Linked DNA regions of Anser cygnoides: region 1 is linked to region 2. Evidence: chromatin contacts called from public Hi-C data. All regions are on one chromosome and are shown on one strand. Each heading gives the region's core, a stretch centred on a gene start, on an enhancer-like site or on the middle of the called end of the contact. The rest is flanking DNA. Distances are from core to core; before and after follow the strand shown.

Region 1 (3,056 bases), core at 51-2,550, 420 kb before region 2:
TCAAGCTCTGTAGAGAATATTTTGACAAATATGAATACTAGTGCTGCAAATACACATTGCTTAAACTTACATCTAATCTCCAGTCTTGCCGAAAGACAAAACATTACCAACGGATGTAAATTAAGCATTTGTACAGCGGTTTACAAGAGTAAAGGCCTTGAGGTTAAAATGTAGGTGGTGAGGAGCGTGAGCGTGGCCAGACAACTTGCAGATAACAAGAGGAACACGGCGTGGATTACATCTCCTGTACTTTCCAAGCAAAGTCATTTCCTGGAGAGGGGTGAGAGGCGGGGGCGTACATCCCAACGGGGGCGTACATCCCAAATGTCTCGCCTCGCCTGTTATGCAGGGATGCGCGTTCCCTGTCTATGCATGTGAGAAGCAGCCTGTGTGAGAAAAAGCAGCCTGCTGTGGAAACTGTGCTCCTGGGGGCTCTATGGAAACCTTTTCAGGCTGAGTTTCTTCAGAGAGGGGCAGGATTCAGCTTCTGCAGGCCGCCTCTGGCAATGTTTCACTGAGACTGCAGCAGGTTTGCAAAGAAATGTATTTATAGGCACCCCAGGCTCTTGAAAGAAATGTGGCTGAGGGGTTTTGCCACCTGCAGCCCCGAGCACGTGGGGCAGTGCTTTTTCTGTTTTTTTCTGGGTCCCAGGCAGGCTTGCCCCAGGCTGCAGGTGGCAGCCAGAGGGTGAGAGCATGCCCCTGGACAGCGGGGGACTGGGGCTGCCAGCTGCGTCCCAAGGGGGCTCCATGCGAGCTCTCCTTGTGGGATGGATCCTTCAGAGGAGGCTCAGGGGAGGCCTCATTGCTGGCTACAGCTACCTGAGGGGAAGGTGTGGGGAGCTGGGGGTCGGCCTCTTCCCACAAGTAACTTATGATAGGACTAGAGGGAACAGCCTCAAGTTGCACCAGGGGAGGTTCAGGTTGGAAATGAGGAGACATTTCTCCTCAGAAAGAGGAGGCATGCCTTGGGACGGGTTGCCCAGGGAGGTGGTGGCGTCACCGTCCCTGGGGGCGTTCAAGGAACTGTTGGACGTGGTGCTTGGGGACACGGTTTAGTGGGTGACATTGGTGGTAGGGGGGCGGTTGGACCAGATGATCTAGAAGAGCTTTTCCGACATGCGTGGCTCTGAGACTCAGCAGGCGGCACCCACACCCCGCGCACCGCTGAGGGGGCGCGGAGCGGGCGGGCAGGCGCTGAGGCGGCGCCGCGTAACGGCCACGGGGGGGGGGGGGGGGGCGAGGCTTCCTAACGGCACCGCCCCCCGCGTCAGAGCGCCCGCCCCGCGCCCTACGGTGGCCGCGCTGCGTTGCGGCGGGGCTCTGCGCGGTGCGGGCCGGTCGGTGCGGGCCGGGCCGGTCGGTGCGGGCCGCGGGAGGCTCGGGGGCAGGGGGGCGGCGATGTCGGTGCGCGGGGCGCGGCCGTCCCGCAGAGCGCAGCGCGAGCAGCCCCGGCGCGGCCCCCGCCCGCCCGTCCAGGCCGAGCGCCGGGCCGGGCCCTGAGCCGCCCGCCCGCGGCCCCCGCCGCAGCCCCAGCCCCGGGGAGCGGCCGAGGATGGGGATCCTGCTCACCCGCATCTGGCGGCTCTTCAACCACCAGGGTGAGTGGCGCTACCGGCGCTGGGGCTCGTCCCGGGGCACCCCCGCGGGGCAGCCGCGCCTGGCGGAGATAAGGGGGCGATCTCTGCCCGTCTGGCGCTTGGGCAGGCTTTAATGCCGGATTGTCGTCCTTCGGGACCGCTGCGGGGGAGAAAACCCCTTCCCCGCAGCCCCCTTCCCGTACTTGGGCGAGTAGTCCCATCGAGGCCCGCGCTGCCGGGCAGGTAGGAGCTGTGGGGCACGGCCCGCAGCAGGCAGCGCTCGCCTCTCCTGGAAATCGTAAACGTGGGCGTGCTTCACGACACCGAGTCCGATTTGGGGACGGGCAGGGAGGAAGGTGCTGGGCAGAAACAGGCATCGATTCCGGCGCCGAGCTCCAGAACGCACCCGCGTTTGTGTCGGAGTGGCTCTGTGTAGCACCCGGCGGCTCATCCGCAGCTAAGCCGGGTGAGTGAGGGCTTGAAATATTCACAGGCAAATCTGTTTTCCAGGCTCCAAACCTGCCGAAGGGAAAGGAGGCCTGTGGGAGGCAGGCGGATCGCCCTGCTTGCAGGGCCAGTCGGCAGAGTTGTGCTTTTAGCGACTGTTTGAAGAGAGATTAAGGTGTTGCTGGTTGTAACAATAGCACGGCCTTGGGCAGGAGCGTTTACCGGGTGCCGGAGCTGTGCTCTGGGGAGCTGTGCTGTCAGGGAGGTGACACGGAACAGTCTGCTACGGTCTGCAAACGTGTGCAGAAACTCCAGCAAGAAAGCTCCAGCTGTTCAGAAAGGAAAAAATGTGAATGCAGTCTCTCAGGAATTGCTCCTTTAGGTATGTAGACAGGAAAAAGCGACCAGGGCATGCCTTCCCAGACTTGTACACCGGTTTGTACGTCTCCACAGACAAACTGACTTCCAGGTACGGCCGTGAAACGTGGCACCCGAAGTATGTGCTTGCTTAGATCAGGCTAAAATGCTACGTGAACCTTGTTCTGTAACAGTTGTTGTTGTGATAGCAAGGTTAACTGTGTCATTTACTCGTAATATTTTTGTTTCAGAGCACAAGGTAATCATTGTCGGTCTGGATAATGCAGGAAAAACGACCATTCTTTATCAATTGTAAGTATGAACTGCAGCTGATGTGTCGTGTGCTTCCAAGTGTCTGCTGCATACATCGTTCTGACCAGGTTTTGCTGCTTTCCCTGTTTCCTTTCACTTTGAGAGCACTATGCTTAAAACTACTGACCAGTATAGGTGGCAGTGGGTCAGAGCGTGTGTTTAGGCTTTGGAAAGGTCTGCGTTTTCCCTGATGTTTGAATAAGGTTCCGTTGAGAGCTTTTGTTAATCAAATTACATTGCTATTACACTTAATCACAACTGCCTTTGGTGTCACAGTGCAGGCTGTTTGCCAGCTCCATAAAATATTATTATGTTTAGGGTTAGCCACAGGACAATGCTGGAACACTGATCCGTGCCACA
Region 2 (2,700 bases), core at 31-2,530:
GTTTGGATGTGGAATAAGCATGGGAAAAAAAAAAAAAAAAAAAAGATGAAAAAGATGAAAAAGAAGGACCTAAGATGAAAAAGAAGGACCTAAGATGATCCCTCTTACAGACACATCTCAGGCCAGAGAGGACAAACACTTCATGTTCCAGGTGAGACTTAAAAACGAAAGGATGCCAATTTGAACCAAGGTCATAGAGCTGTGAAAGTATAAAACATTTTGAAGATGTGAAAGAAAACCAGCCTGATTCTGTGAATGAAGCGGGAACATAGGCATTTGTAATGTGTGTGGAGATGGCTTTGGGATCAGCACCCTAACTGAGCCACACTAATGTCGTATTTATGTTCAACACTTTCTGTGGATAGCGATTTACCTACTGAATAGAATACATATAGTCAGTAGGCATGAAATAATAAATATTAACTGTCTATTTCTGTTTTTCTCTGGGAGCAACAAGGCCGTGCCCCCAAACACAGCTTGTTGCACTGCGGGGCTGCCAGTATGTGCTCGTAACTTCTGCAGTTAATTAATTTCATGTAGCAGCAAGTACATAAATAAAAAATTAAGACTTTAACCCAGGGAATTACCTCAGCACAAATACAGTTTGTAATGTAAAAGTTTATTTTAAGTGAAGACTTGCTTGCAAGCTCATGCCACTGCATATCCCAAAAACCTAGGACTAGGGAGAAAAGGCAGTCCATAAAGATGAAGTGAGGGAAAAAATAAACACAAACTTTGGTCTGTTGAAGGAAGGTTTATTGAAGATACTGAAGGAAGCTACGGATCGTCCTTCGAGGACATGTTTTGTCAGCAGAAATGGCATTTTTGCTCCCAGTTCTGACTTTTAAGGCACCTAATGGCCTGGGGGGAGACGGAAGCCTCCCGGTTTATTCGCCCCGGTAACACCGCCTCTCCCCCTGCCACACTTCACGGCCCTCCGAGCGCCCGGCTCGGGGACGGGCCGGCAGCACGCTGCGCTGCTGACCCCTGGCGCCCCGGGCGGGCACTGCGCCGCCCCCCGCAGCCGGCCCCGGCTCCCCCGGCTCCCGTGAGGGACCCCACGGCAGGGCGCTGCGCCCAGGGGTGCCCGAGACTGGTGGCGGCCGCAGCCCGGGCGGGCGGGAGGCAGAGAAAGGCGGCGGGCTCTGAGGGGACAACATGGCGGCGGCCGCCCCGAGGAAAACCCCGCCGCCGCCGGCCCCAGGCGGTCTGATCGACGTGCCGGCGGAGCAACTCGCCGGGCCTGGCGGCGGGCGGGGAGGCGGCTGAGGGGGAGCGCCGCGGGGCGGCGGCGGCCGCCATTTTGTAGGAAGAGCGGAGCGGAGCCGGGCGGTTCTTGGCCCCCGTCGGTCTCCGGTCCCCCTCGGTGCCCCTCGGTCCCCGCCGCCGTGTGCCTGGGAGGAGCGGGCGTCGCCGCGGGAGGCCGCTGTCAGGGCAGCGGGGGGCGGCCCCGAGGGGGGAGCGGGGCCGGGCCGGGCGCCTCAGGGCCGCTGCGTTCGCTTCTCTTGCAGGGGGAGCCGGGCCGGGGCAGCCGGGCGGCGGCGATGGCCAAGGTGAGCAACCCCCCCTCGGCGGCTCGGGGGCGCCCCCGTCTTCCTCCCCCCTTCAAAGCAGCCTTTAAAAAAAAAATAATAATAATTCTCAAGAAGAGGTCGCCGGGAGTGTCATCCTTCTCCCCTCTGAGCGCCCGAAGCGTATCATGTGTTAAGGTGAAGCCTTTAAGTTCACTGGGGTGCTTTCAGACTGAAACATAAAACATACTTTACTGATCTGGTTTGTTTTGTCACCGAGACGGGAATGTTCTTTGGTCTCAGCGGGATTTTTTACTGGGGTGACGCCAGGTATGTAAATATTTGCAGTAGTGAGCTAAATCAACGTATCGATAAAGAGTGGTAACATCTCCGCCTTAAATGAACCTGCTGATAAGGAAAAAATGTTTCTCTTGTGATTATGTGTCATCGATAATTGTTTCTGTATACTTTAATCTGTGTATACTTCAATATATGCGTTTGTTTCACAATAACTTATTTCAGTAGTGCTTTTACATGGTAAGGGAAAGGTTCAAGTGGGATCAGCAGGGTTTGTTTTTGTTACACAAATCTTTTAAACCTGCTGTTTTAGACCTAGACAGCTTAAGACCTTAACTGTAAAAACTTGATAATGTTAGTAAATTAACTGTGTGTTAACGTGTTTGAGTCGTCGTGATGTTAGTAAGATGTATCAGACACTGTATGTTTGTGTGGAGGTAGTATGGAAGGAGCAGGTATTTATTGGCTGAGGTCCTGACAGTTTGAATAGAGTCTTTATCAAAACATGTGAGTAGTACAGTTTTCTTACTTTTTTGGAAATAAGCTTTTTGGTTACATACTTAGTGGTAAACATATGGGTAAACTCCTATATGATCAAGAATACAATATTTGAGGAAGAACCCGTTTCTCAAAAACTGAAACGTTTCTCAAAATAATTTCTTTCTCTCATTGGGAAATGAAGTTTTATGAAAACACATTGACTATAGCGGGGAGCGGTTACGTTTTCCAGGGATGTGTGTTTTGTAGATTTAAGATCTTTTAAATTATGCTTTACCTTTTGGGTGTATGATGGGTTACTTTTGTTACGTGTGTGGAACTGTGTCATGAAAGTAACCCGTCTGTTTTTAAAGCATAAAAAATAGATTATGCCATTCTGTTTAATTGGGTCACC

What was found. A called contact is a pair of places that touch in the nucleus more often than the background predicts.
Region 1: a contact with region 2 is called in a Hi-C map of liver, with 1.7 times the contacts expected there. The contact joins the promoter of ARL5A here to the promoter of MMADHC in region 2. A contact is called at or near these places in 2 of 7 Hi-C or Micro-C datasets (both in liver).

Annotation. Positions count from the first base shown.
Region 1 is chr6:40,494,531-40,497,586 of Taihu_goose_T2T_genome, reverse strand. It overlaps ARL5A (ADP ribosylation factor like GTPase 5A), which reads left to right and starts at 1,300. Exons shown (of 6, transcript XM_013198093.3): 1 at 1,300-1,601; 2 at 2,636-2,696. The coding sequence starts at 1,556. LOC125185017 (a long non-coding RNA gene) reads right to left here and starts at 1,923. Exons shown (of 3, transcript XR_007169831.2): 1 at 1,784-1,923; 2 at 1-7.
Region 2 is chr6:40,078,894-40,081,593 of Taihu_goose_T2T_genome, reverse strand. It overlaps MMADHC (metabolism of cobalamin associated D), which reads left to right and starts at 1,280. Exons shown (of 7, transcript XM_048081015.2): 1 at 1,280-1,553. The coding sequence starts at 1,545.